Regions from separate parts of the Triticum aestivum genome. Here region 1 is linked to region 2. A link is a contact called in public Hi-C data. All regions are on one chromosome and are shown on one strand. The core of a region is the stretch at or near the end of the contact, and the rest is flanking DNA. Distances in the headings are between cores, read along the strand shown. Region 1 holds the start of LOC123051986 (29 kDa ribonucleoprotein A, chloroplastic). Region 2 holds the start of LOC123051985 (nitrate regulatory gene2 protein).

Region 1 (6,083 bases), core at 3,212-5,711, 260 kb before region 2:
GTTTTCAGTTTATACGAATCTAAAAGCAGCGACCTCATCCCTCCACCCTCGCCGTAACAGCACAGACAAGCCCTAGGGTTTTAGCACTGCTCGAGCGCGCGGCCGGCGACGCAGACCCGCAGACACACTTTCCGGCCATGTCGGCGGCGGCAGCAGCTGCGGACACGTACTCCCCGGCCGCGGAGGCTGGGAGCAAGCGCCGGGAGAGGAGGGAGGAGCTGCGGCGCCACCTCGCCGAGGACGCCGATTGGCCCCGCGCCGACGGCCGCTCCTTGCACGACTGCCGCCCCGCATGTAACTACCCCACTCCTGCATCTCTCTATGTTATTCCGTGTGTGCATACCTCTGTATAATGCTCTGCTTCGTGCTGAACAATCTCTGTTGGCCGCCTGTCCCTTAGCTTGGACAGCACCTGTGGTGTTCGACGTTATGCCTGAACAGTGAGCGCATGTCTGATGCAACGCTGATATCCAGTTCTTTGGGTTCTGCGGTCTTTTATGATTTGTACTGTGGAATGCCTGTATGACCACAGCGTTTTTTGCGTGTCCTGTGTCATGTATGCTGCCGTATCTCTTGACAGACATGTTGCTTGACATGGCTTGCTGCCTGGCGTTCCTTGTGCACTCCTGGGCTAGTGGTTTATTCAGGCTAAAGTTTTTTAGCATCGATGTTCTGAATGGTAATTTTTTCCTGAGGGTGCTTGACAGATACTTTATAAATTTGAATTGGATCCATGGCTATGAGCCACTTGCACTTTCAGCTGTTTAGATGATGGAAGTCCTGGATTTCATGCTTTCGGGGTGATTCTCTAGTATTCAGCCAAAGGCTGTTCCTTCGGAGAATTACCATTCAACACTTTCAGGTGTTCCTTTGGAGAATCTGTACTCTGCTATCTGCTTCTGCAGATGATGATATAATGCTATTGCTCTTGGGGAATAGTGAAGGTTTAAGACAGTTTGCCCTAGATGATGATTGTCTACAGCATTCTAGATGTGTCCTGCTGGCTTTTCTAGCCTGCACTTGCCTTACACTGATGTTGTGCTTTTCTGACTTGCAAAGTGTTGAACACGACGGATTTATGCTTAGCCTTGTGCCAGTTTTTTCCGTGCTTGATTTTAGTTATAAAATGTTCAAAACATGGTGATTTGTAGATATATGCTAAACCAGTTTGCTTGTGGTAAATCTTCACAAAATCTTCAGGGCAGCACACAAATTTGTTTTATGTATTATCATGATATATAACATGCTTGCACACATTTCTTTGATATATCATCTGAAAGTGTGCTTCACGGCTCTCCCTTTCTCTTCTTTTAACCTTGGCTAGAACATATTGCTTGTTGTTCTATAAACTATGTAGTCGAAACTGTGTGTATCTTCAGTTCTGAGTCATTTATGATTTAATTGTATGTTGCAGTTATGCAAACAGGGCCAACTACTGCTGCATCAGGGTCTGCTTACGCAGAATTTGGGAAGACAAAGGTCATTGTGTCAGTGTAAGTTTAACATCATTTATATTTTTTCATTTTATGTATGATGTATTACAACATAAATTTAGAAGTGTGCCAAATTCATCCTTCGAAGTTATTCCAGATTTGACAATTTAGTAGTCATCTGAGTGTTCGTGGAATCAAATATTACAAAGTTAAGGTCAACTGATATATATTTACAAGTTCTTTGTTTGAACTCAAAAATGCATATTTTTGCTAAGCAACCAAGAACATCATGTTCATCTTGAAACAGTGTATTTCCTATCATTCTGAGTGTGCAAACACATGTAAGTACTAAGTATTTTCTAATCTTGTGCTATTATCATTTATCACTTTGGAGTTTTGACTACATGGCTAAACCTTTCTCACTGGGCAAATCACAAATTCAGAAAGATATCTTGAACTTTGAAGTCCTTCAGCTTCAGCATGTGCTTCCTAGCTTTGTAGTGAATTCGGTGTATCCTGTTAGCGAGCTTGTTGAATTGTGCAGTTTTTCAGGACTCGTACAATAGACCCAAAGTGATCGGACCCTGCGCAAGCGGGAGCTATGTGCACCGGGCTGCCCTTTGTTTCCTATTGATTGATTGGTTAGTCATGTTTATTTGATTGCCATCTTTGCAGGTTTGGCCCAAGGGAGAGCAAGAAAGCAATGCTGTACAGTGACACTGGTAGGCTCAATTGCAGTGTGAGCTATACGACTTTTGCTACTGGTATACGTGGACAGGTGTGCTGTTTAATGAGCTTTCATCATTTTATTTGGAGAATATTCCAAGTCACTCACATATATTTGAAAGTAAAGATTGATAGCATGCATCTTCATTTCAGGGGTTGGAAAACAAAGAGTACTCTGGAATGCTTCACAAAGCCCTGGAAGGCGCAGTAATGCTACATACTTTTCCGAAGACAACTGTTGATGTTTTTGCGTTGGTTCTTGAGTCTGGTGGCAGTATGATACTATTCATGACTTTGCTTTTGGTTTCCAGTATATTACACTAGTTACCTATTGCATCTTTCAACTAGGAAATGCTCCTAAATTATTTTTCTAGTGCTTATTCATAAATTGTGTTCATATTCTCACTCATCGTAGTGTCACACTGACACACTATGTTCTTGGTCTTGCAATATAAGAAAGCTAAGTTATTTATATTACTCACAAGTTCATAGTATGAATGTACTGTGTTATTGTAGTATTTACTAATTTGAGGAAAAGTTAACATATTTAGGTATTCCCTCCGATCCGAATTAATTGACGCAATCTCTATACAATGTCCATTTTACATTGTATAGCGGATCGGAGGGATTAGGTATACGTAATGGGTTAATACTTTGAGTCTGCATTTCATCACATTTGCCGATACATACATTTTGTATCTCTTTCCATATTTTATTTGACCGAAGCCTTTATCCCCCACCATTTCTTTCTGCAGTACCATACTTTCTGATAAAGAGAAGCAACTACTTTCATCCTTACTGCCGTCTCTTTCATTTCAGGCGATCTTCCCATTATTATATCTTGTGCTAGTCTTGCATTGGCAGATGCTGGGATCATGATGTATGACCTTGTTACATCAGTATCTGTGGTATGCCCTCACATTCTGTCTGCTTTATGACACATGTACTTATGTCAAGAGATATTTAAACTGGAAGCTGATCAGTTTCAACTTTGATCTGCCAGTCCTGTTTAGGGAAGAATGTCATCATCGATCCAACCTCAGACGAGGAGGCATGGCAAGACGGAGGCCTTATGGTGTCTTACATGCCGGCCCGCAAGGAGATCACACAACTTACGCTGACTGGGGAGTGGACTGATGGCAAAATCACCAATGTATGTTATCTACTGCATTACCTGAGATGATGGCAAAGCAACATCGACTATACTAACTTCTTGCTATGTTCATTAACAGGCGGTAGAGCTCTGTATGGATGCTTGCAGCAAGCTCTGCGAGATATTGCGGGAGCGCTTGAAAGACCCCGCGAGCTTGGCGAGCGAATGACATTTGAGCAGACACATGTTTTCAGATTCGCAACAGATATCCTTAGCTGTAGAGGTTTTGTAGGGAAGGAGGACAGGGCTGATGTTTGGAGGAGCACAATTTACATGGCTGTGGTGATTGTTTCTTTTGGCAAAAGAGCGAATTGTTTAGCCGAGAGAAAATCTTGTAGGTGTGCTAGTCATGTCTTTTAGTATGCATTTGGAACCTGAGACTTTTCGGAACTTTGTATCATTCAATGGATTTAGGGATGCAAATTTGGAACCTATAGGGTATCCTCCAACCCTACTTAGTTCAACCAAATGAACTAAGTTTTCAGAAATGGGGTAAATTCTGAAAATTTAGCTCATTTAGTTGAACTAGGTAGGGTCGGAGGTTACCCTTTAGGTTCCAAATTTGCATCCCTATATGGATTGTTTATGATGTCAAAGCTATTGCCCTGTATTTTGGGCTGACAGCCTGGGACTGGGATCCTAAAAAATTTGTGCTGCTGCTATGTATCTCATCTCGTTGTTGTTTCGGCTGGTACGAGCAGCTTGTTTTTACCACTTTCAACAAGCTAATGCCTCTAAAGTTTTGTGTTTACCTTGAGTAATTTATTACTCTGTTCCTCTTTTTTTTTTCCCTTTTGTTTACCACTTCACCTTCCAGTTGCAGTGGGCTTTATTTTCAGCAAGAATGCCTCTAAAAGAAACATTCTCAACAAGAATACCGGTGCTAACGATGCTTGCTAGTGCATTATCATGAAGTCTAAAAAAAAAATCTTGATAAGTTTGCATTATCCCATCCAATTCCAACAAAATAACACAGCTAGTTTCCAGCTAAACATTTGGCCGGCCTCTCACACTGCCAGTGGGCCACACCCCCTCTCATCCCAACCCAAGAAAAATATCTCCCCAGAGAAATATCCAGCCGTTGGTGTGGCTCATCGGCTGGCCGTCCATCCATCGTCCCCGTACACTATAAAACCCCCTCCACAGTCCATTCCCACACTCACCCCTCCCAAACCCCAGCGGCAGAACCTTATCCCCTGCGAGTCTTATCCCCCTCTGCAATGGCGGCCACCCTCTTCTCCACCGCGCTCTCGCACCACTTCATCCCGCTCCCCTCCGCCGCCAGGCCCGCCGCCGCCTCCGCCTCCTTCGCCTGCGGCCCGCTGCGCGCCGTGTCGGCGCTGCTGGCGCCGCGGAGGCGGCTCCTGCTGCCCGTGGCCGTGGCCGTGTCGTCCGAGTTCGGGACGGAGGACGCCGAGGAGGAGCAGAGCGAGGGCGAGGGCGGGGGCGACTCCGAGGCCGAGTACTCCGAGGACCTCAAGGTCTTCGTCGGCAACCTCCCCTTCACCGTCGACAGCGCGCAGCTCGCCGGGCTCTTCGAGCAGGCCGGCTCCGTCGAGATGGTCGAGGTATAAATTGACAGTCTCTCGTCTTGCTACAAGTTGTAATGGGCTTAAGTTAAATACTCTAATTTCCTAAAAATAATTGTAAACTTCTGCTCGGCATTGCATGGTTGGGATAGAGTCTTCAGGGTCAGGACATTTTGTTTCAGTGTAGTGTCAGGTTATCCGATGGATGTGGAATTGTTGCTGTGTAGACTATTTCTTTAAGGATAAGATAAGATACTGTAAATTGTTTCGGCCTAGAGTAAGTTCGAATTGGTTCAGTACTTCAGGGGCCTCGTAAATCACTACAACAAATGAATGCTCAATTGTAGCAGAGCTGTGCATGGACGTGGAGTTGTTATACTAGTGTAGGTCGTTTTTCTTCAGGATAAGATAAGATGTTGTAAAATGGTCTTGGCTTGAACTAACTTCGAATTGGTTCAGTAAATTACTACAGCAAATCAATGCTCAATTGTAGCAGAGCTGCGCATGGACGTGGAGTTGTTATACTAGTATAGGTTGTTTTTCTTCAGGATAAGATAAGATGTTGTAAAATGATCTCGGCTTGAACTAAGTTCGAATTGCTTCAGTAAATTACTACAGCAAATCAATGCTCAATTGTAGCAGAGCTGCACGCTAAGCCTTGGATAGTTTATTTTTTCAGAATGATATAGTATCTCATTTCTTGCAGGTTGTATACGATAGGATGACCGGACGGAGCCGTGGATTTGGATTCGTCACAATGGGTTCAGCTGAGGAAGTTGCTGCCGCTGTCGAGCAATTCAATGGTTATGTAAGAAGACTTCATCTGTTTTAAACCACCTTATCTTGGTACATTAAATGGGTTTAAATGACTATCTGTGGATAAATTTTATAAGCTGTTGTGAAAAAGTTAGTTCTCTATACATTGTTGGGTGTTTGTTTTTCATGTAGTGTTATGTAGAAATGATGCTCATATATGTTCAGCTTAGTGATACAAATGAAATCTGATTTCCAGCATAATTAAGCCTTGTAGTGCGAACTTTGCTGATTGTTGGGACTATTTGTTTTAGTCTGCATATGTAGTGCAGTTGTTGGAGTATTAGACTGTTGACTAATTGATTTTTATCTCTCACATTAGACGTTCCAAGGAAGACCCCTCAGGGTTAACTCCGGACCACCACCACCCAGAGATGAATTCGCACCCAGAACACCGAGGACCATGGGCGGTGGTGGCGGCGGCGGCGG
Region 2 (5,969 bases), core at 166-2,665:
ATCCACTACGCCCCTGATGGCCCTATGGCCACAGGAGACGAGGCGGATCGGCGGCGCCACCAATAGGAGTTAGGGCCACTAGTCACATGTTCGCTTGGGAGGATGGACGAAGGGGTAAGTTGGATATGTTGAATTTCTTCAAGTCAGGATTAAATAATTGTTTGAACTTATGTTGACCACCTTGGGGTTATGTTGACCACCTGGGACTATGTTGACTTACTTGGACATTTGTTGACTAGCCATGTAGTAACAGTGGGACCCCTACATGAGATTATTTATTTCCATTGGACAAGACATTTGAGTCTTATGTTAATTTCATCTTCCTTCCGCCGTTTGCCTCCTCTTTCCGCGTGGCAAGCTACACAGTTTGGCTACCTATCTGTCAACAATAGTTGGATCTTTAGACGAAAACCAAAGAGTTAACTTCATTTTTAGCCTCATCTTGTCATTTTTCTATAAAGACTTACCTCATTTAAGGGGTTTTCACTTGTTTTTCTTCTTTTAAGTAACTTGTGCCATATTTTATCCTTTTTGAACATGATACAATTACAGATGCTCACATACACGCACATATACTCATCCCCATCAACACACATTCGCACATTGTGGTCGGTACGTGCCCGACCGACGGTGTGGTGGTGTGGCGTTCTGTTGTGGCAAGGATGAGGATGGCAAGCGGTGCAGGGTTATGGTTGTTGGCTTTTTCCGGCGTGCTCGAAAGGTTTCTTCTTTGTATCGCCATGTTGTCGCGGAGTCAGAGCTGCGTAGGTTGTGAAGATGACATGTGATTGGTGGTCTTCGGGGAGGCGTTGGTTGGTGTTAGTTCTTCACATTTCTCTTGTTTTTGGTTGTCTTCTAAGTCGAAGTTGTTCGGGCGTCTGCACGGTTGCACCGGTGGCCGATTATTTGGCATGGGCCGACATGGCATGTGGCATTTGAGGACTTCATTGGTGAAAATAGATGATGAAGACGGATTCGCTGGCTCCGTGGAGGTGGACGATGAAGCTTGGTGATGACCTCAACTTTGTTTCTCTGCGGCAATTTTGTATCTTCGTGTCCAGGTCGGCCAGTTGTGACGGCTTTAAGTAAGTTTTCTACTACACTTAATTAACCGGGGTACCCTCTTGTCTTTTTAATAAATCGAGATCCTTAGAGACCGACTTAAAAAAGTTACCTATTCCTAGTCACACTTAAAAGTTATGTATATGTACTCCTAGTCACACTTACGCTGCAGAAAACCTTTTTTTGCCCTAGTGGCATAGTCAGTGGAGCTGTGACAGTTCGTCCAACAGCGTTCGTTAATGGCGGTGGCTCCTTGATATTTATCCAGTCAGCTAGGATCCGTCGTCACCGGTGACTGGCTCGCGTGGGTCAGAGAAGAACAGCTCCTGCGTTACCTGCCCATTGAGCGGCACACGGTGGTGCTGCTGCTCCGTACTGGAGGGAAGATCCAATCTAAAAGCAGGAAGCTCGAACGTGTCGCCCACCGCCGTGGCCCTCCACCTGTGATGCCATCCCACTGGGCGACGACGGCGACCGTAGGCCTGCCTCTTTGGAGCCCCCCAGCTTTATTCCAAAGCACAAAAGCATCCGCCCGTCCACCCCCAAAAGGACCAGAATCCTCGTCACGCCCAAGCGTACAACGCAAACGCAAACCCCCCGCGCCAAGGAACCAGAGCAGGCGGCGCCGTCGTCGTCGTCATCCGTGGGAGTGTGAGCCTGTGAGTGTGAGCGGAAGCCGCAGCCATGGGGTGCGGGCAGTCCAAGGAGGACGCGGACGGCGCCGTGGAGCGGTGCCGGGAGCGGAAGAACCTGCTGCGGGCGGCCGTCGAGGCGCGGCACGCGCTCTCGGGGGCGCACGCGGGCCACGCGGCCGCGCTCCGGAACGTCGGCGCCGCGCTCTCCGACTACGCCAGCGGCGAGGCGCACGAGGGCGCGCTGCGCCACTCCGCCTCGGCCGCCGCGGTCCTGTCCTCCGCCGGGGGCTCCGGCGCCGAGGCGGCCGCGCTCGCGCTCCCGCCGCCCCCGCCCCCGCCGGGCCCGCCCGAGGACGCCCCATCGCTCGTCAGGTCCATGAGCGCGCCCGACCTGCCGCTCCCGCCGGCGATCAAGAAGAAGCCCTCCGGCGAGGCGCCCATCATGGAGGAGGAGGACGAAGGCGAGGACGCGCGGCCTCCGGAGCCGGAGGACGACGGCCAGCTCCAGCCCCCGCCACCGCCGCCACCGCCTCCGACGCAGCTGCCCGCTCCCACGCGTCCCCCGCCCTCCCTGCCGCCGGACACGAGGCGCAAGGGGGATTCCTGGAGCGAGATCATTTTCGGGTCCCCGGACGGCATAACCGTCCCGCCACCCACTCTGGCACCCAGCGCAGCCGCCGCCGCCTCGTGGGCAGCCGAGCGGGCGGAGGCCCCCGCGCCGCCGCCGCCTCCCCCCGAGCCAGAGGAACAGCCTCTGCGTCCACCGCCAGCGCCGCCCGCGGCCGCCGAGGACGTGGCCAAGGGCAAGAAGCCGATGGTCGAAGCCGGGGCGCGGAGGGCGGTGACACAGAAGGCCGCGAGGAGGCCGGAGGGCAAGAAAGGCAGGACGGTGGTGATGGCAGCGCCGGCGGCGGCGAGGCTCGGCGACATCCTTCGCGACCTCGACGATCATTTCCTCAAGGCATCGGACAGCGCACACGAGGTGTCCAAGATGCTGGAGGCGGCGCGGATGCACTACCACTCCAACTTCGCCGAAACGAGAGGTACCCACCCACACCTCATCCATTTGGTCAGACCAAGAATTCACTCCACAATTCGAGCTAGTAGAAAATATCAACCAGTTTATTTTCTGTCACTCTCATTGGCGGATAGCTTGCAAACATTCAATTTTGGAAACATAAACTTCTCTGCTTGAGCAAGTTTGTAGAGAAGTCCAAGACGTTTACTTCTATGCTACTTACGGAACAAGTTTAACTGGTCGACACGATAGACTAAGACTTTCAATAGACCTTACTAATCAGCAATCTCAAGAACAAGAATATTGTTTCATTGTTAATTATTGAAATGAAACGAGGCAATGTTAATTATGGTTACAGTGGAGCCACACTAATTTTTAGTGGCTAAACGACAGAACAGCTAATCCATATAGGTTACACATGCATAGATTCTGGGGAATGATTCTTTTTAGGGTCTACAATTAGGTAGTTCATTACTTGATTGTCTGTCTGTCTATACTCCATGATTGCCTTTTATGCTCCGTTGAGCAGTCTCCATCATGCTTGTTTTCAGGACCGCTTGAGTTCTGTTCTACAAGTACAGATTACACAATATTGTAAAGAGAATGACTAACCTTGGTTACTTCTATGCCATCCATCTCATTAGGATTTGTGGATCATTCTGCTAGAGTGATGCAAGTTATCACTTGGAACCGCTCATTTAAAGGGATACCACAACCGGAACAGGTGAAGAATGAGTTAGACGACGCCGAAGGCGAAACACACGCTACCGTTCTCGAGAAGCTGCTTGCATGGGAGAAAAAACTATCCCATGAAGTGAAGGTAAAAATCAAAAAGTTATTTCGGAACTCGGGCCCTAGGTAGCTCTTTGAAAAAAAATGAAAAACACTATCTTTTGATCTAAACATATATTTGTGTTATGCGTGTATAAAACCACTGTAGTCATGATAACCCCATCCTCCAACCCATGTTATGTGTCCTAGGATGTTAAAACCATTTGAATTTTTCACGGTGGCATTCGTTTCGTTGTCTAAGCTGTTTTTGTCATACATCTGATGAGTTTGTCATTGACGCAGGAGTTTGAGGTTATCAAAATGGAATATCAACAAAAGCTAGCTTCTCTGAACAAGAAGAAGCAGCGTGGGGTCAGTTCTTCATCATTTGAGAGGACTAAATCTGCTGCTAGTCACTTGCATACAAGATATGTTGTGGATTTGCAAACAATGGAGTCCACGATTTCAGAGATTAATCGTCTGAGAGATCAACAACTATACCCAAAACTTCTTGAACTTGTGAAGGGGTAAACCTTGCTTTTACTTTGCAATTTTGACATCATTTATTCTATTCAAGTTTGTACATTTAAGCATGTTATACTGATACCTCTCCATGGAGCCTTCTATTTTATTCCTGAAGGTAGTGTTTTGCACTCAAGAACTCCCACTAATAAAAGTATTAACCTGTGTATTGTTTAGTTTATTGTATAGTTTGCTGGTAAGCCAGTTGCTCAGTGTTTCAGTTTTTGACATGTTGGAACTTTATTTCATTCTTTCGTGAATCAGGACAAGTCATATACATTTCCTGAAGATCCTCATTTCCTAAAGAAGCATCTAAATAGTCCACATATCCTTAATTTGTACAATACCGTTCATATATTTGTGTCAGAACCATGTTACATGGGGAAGTTTCATCTAAAGTGTGTAATATTTTGGAATTTTTTTAGCACCTCCTGTTATGAGTGTAAACTTCCCTGTAAGAAGAAACATTAGACTATGGAGCACTGAAATGTGTTATTTTCTCATTGACAGGATGGGGCACATGTGGGACGCAATGTACAAGCACCACAAAGCACAGCTCAAGATCATCTCCGAGCTCAAATCGTTCGACATCTCGGTTGCGGCACGGGAAACAAGCGAACAGCACAACGAAAGGACTGTGCAGCTATGGCAGGTCGTTCAGGAGTGGCACGTGCAGTACAGCAAGTTCATGGCGTCTCAGAAGGAGTACGTCGGAAACCTCTACAGCTGGATCAAGCTGAATGTGATCCCCATTGACACCAACCTGAAGGCCAACTCGTCGCAGCCAGTCGAGACGACGCCTCCCATCAAGAGGCTTCTGCATGCTTGGCACGATATGCTCGGGAAGCTCCCCGACGAGGATGCTAGGAAGGCCATACACACATTTTCGGAGGTGGTACACATAATCCTGGTGCACCAAGACGAGGAGATAAAGCTGAGGCAAAGGATTCAGGACACGAGGAAGGAGCATGAGAGGAAGAGCAGGCAGTTCGAGGATTGGGCGCGGAAGTACATGGAGAAGAGAGCAGGGATTCCTCCCGAGGCCGGCAATCCCGACGGGACGCGCGCCGACCCGCTCGCGGAACGGAAGGCGGCCATGGAGAAGCTGGAGAATTCACTGAAAGAACTGGAGGAGGCATACACGAAGCAATGCAAGGTGGTGAGGGAGAAATCCCTGAGCCTCCTACGGACAAACCTGCCGGAGCTGTTCCGCATCGTGTCGGAATTCTCCCTCCAGTCGGCGGCGATGTTCAAGGATCTGTGGTCGATCTCGAACACGAATGACCAGCTGGATGATTGATCCGTGCTTGCGTGTTTAATTTCTTGTGTGGTGATTTTTGTGTTTATGTTTATAGGTTGCGCTGTTGCTGTATATTTAGTTCAAGTGCGAAAATGGGAAGACGGATAGCCCTTGTTGTTTGGAGCCACGGTGTTGTAATGCATGTATATGTCTTGATAGGAAATTACGGTTTTGTTTCAAATATCAACAATTTTGGTAGGTTTTACAACCTTTTAACTTGCAGCACTATTGATTCGCATTTGTTCAGTGCTCAAAATGTTGATGAGATCATCTTTTTTCAGTGAAGGGCATTTTCATGATACAACCGTTGTGAGAAAATACACGACATCTGCATAACAAGATGCACACGTCAACAAGTCCAAAGAAAAGCATAAAAGAACATCTTTTTACAAGAAAAAGAATAGTAGCCTAGGATGCAGGAGGTCCCCTCTGAAACTACTACAGCATTTCCACCATCCGGGTTTATTAGGCCTTTTGTATTTTGTGTTCAATTTTAACCATAGATTTAGCTAGCAAAATATAAATTATATGCCACGAAGAATATAATATTGTACTTCTGAAGCATAGCTAGGGATAATGACAGATCTACCAGCTTACCAATGGCTCATTAATAATTTCAAGGAGTGCGGATCCCCTGCGAGCAAGGGTCAGACTTCCCTAG

What was found. Hi-C and Micro-C count contacts between places; a contact is called where the count stands out from the background.
Region 1: a Hi-C map of leaf shows a contact between it and region 2, with 3 times the contacts expected there. The contact joins the promoter of LOC123051986 here to the promoter of LOC123051985 in region 2. A contact is called at or near these places in 2 of 5 Hi-C or Micro-C datasets (both in leaf).

Annotation. Positions count from the first base shown.
Region 1 is chr2D:108,976,568-108,982,650 of IWGSC CS RefSeq v2.1, reverse strand. LOC123051986 (29 kDa ribonucleoprotein A, chloroplastic) reads left to right here and starts at 4,461. Exons shown (of 4, transcript XM_044475000.1): 1 at 4,461-4,880; 2 at 5,548-5,649; 3 at 5,977-6,083. The coding sequence starts at 4,533. LOC123051987 (exosome complex component RRP41-like) reads left to right here. Exons shown (of 7, transcript XM_044475001.1): 1 at 1-294; 2 at 1,415-1,493; 3 at 2,109-2,211; 4 at 2,313-2,433; 5 at 2,979-3,067; 6 at 3,163-3,312; 7 at 3,392-4,063. The coding sequence starts at 138. The coding sequence ends at 3,481.
Region 2 is chr2D:108,717,504-108,723,472 of IWGSC CS RefSeq v2.1, reverse strand. LOC123051985 (nitrate regulatory gene2 protein) reads left to right here and starts at 1,415. Exons shown (of 4, transcript XM_044474999.1): 1 at 1,415-2,740; 2 at 3,360-3,535; 3 at 3,790-4,013; 4 at 4,519-5,524. The coding sequence starts at 1,747. The coding sequence ends at 5,308.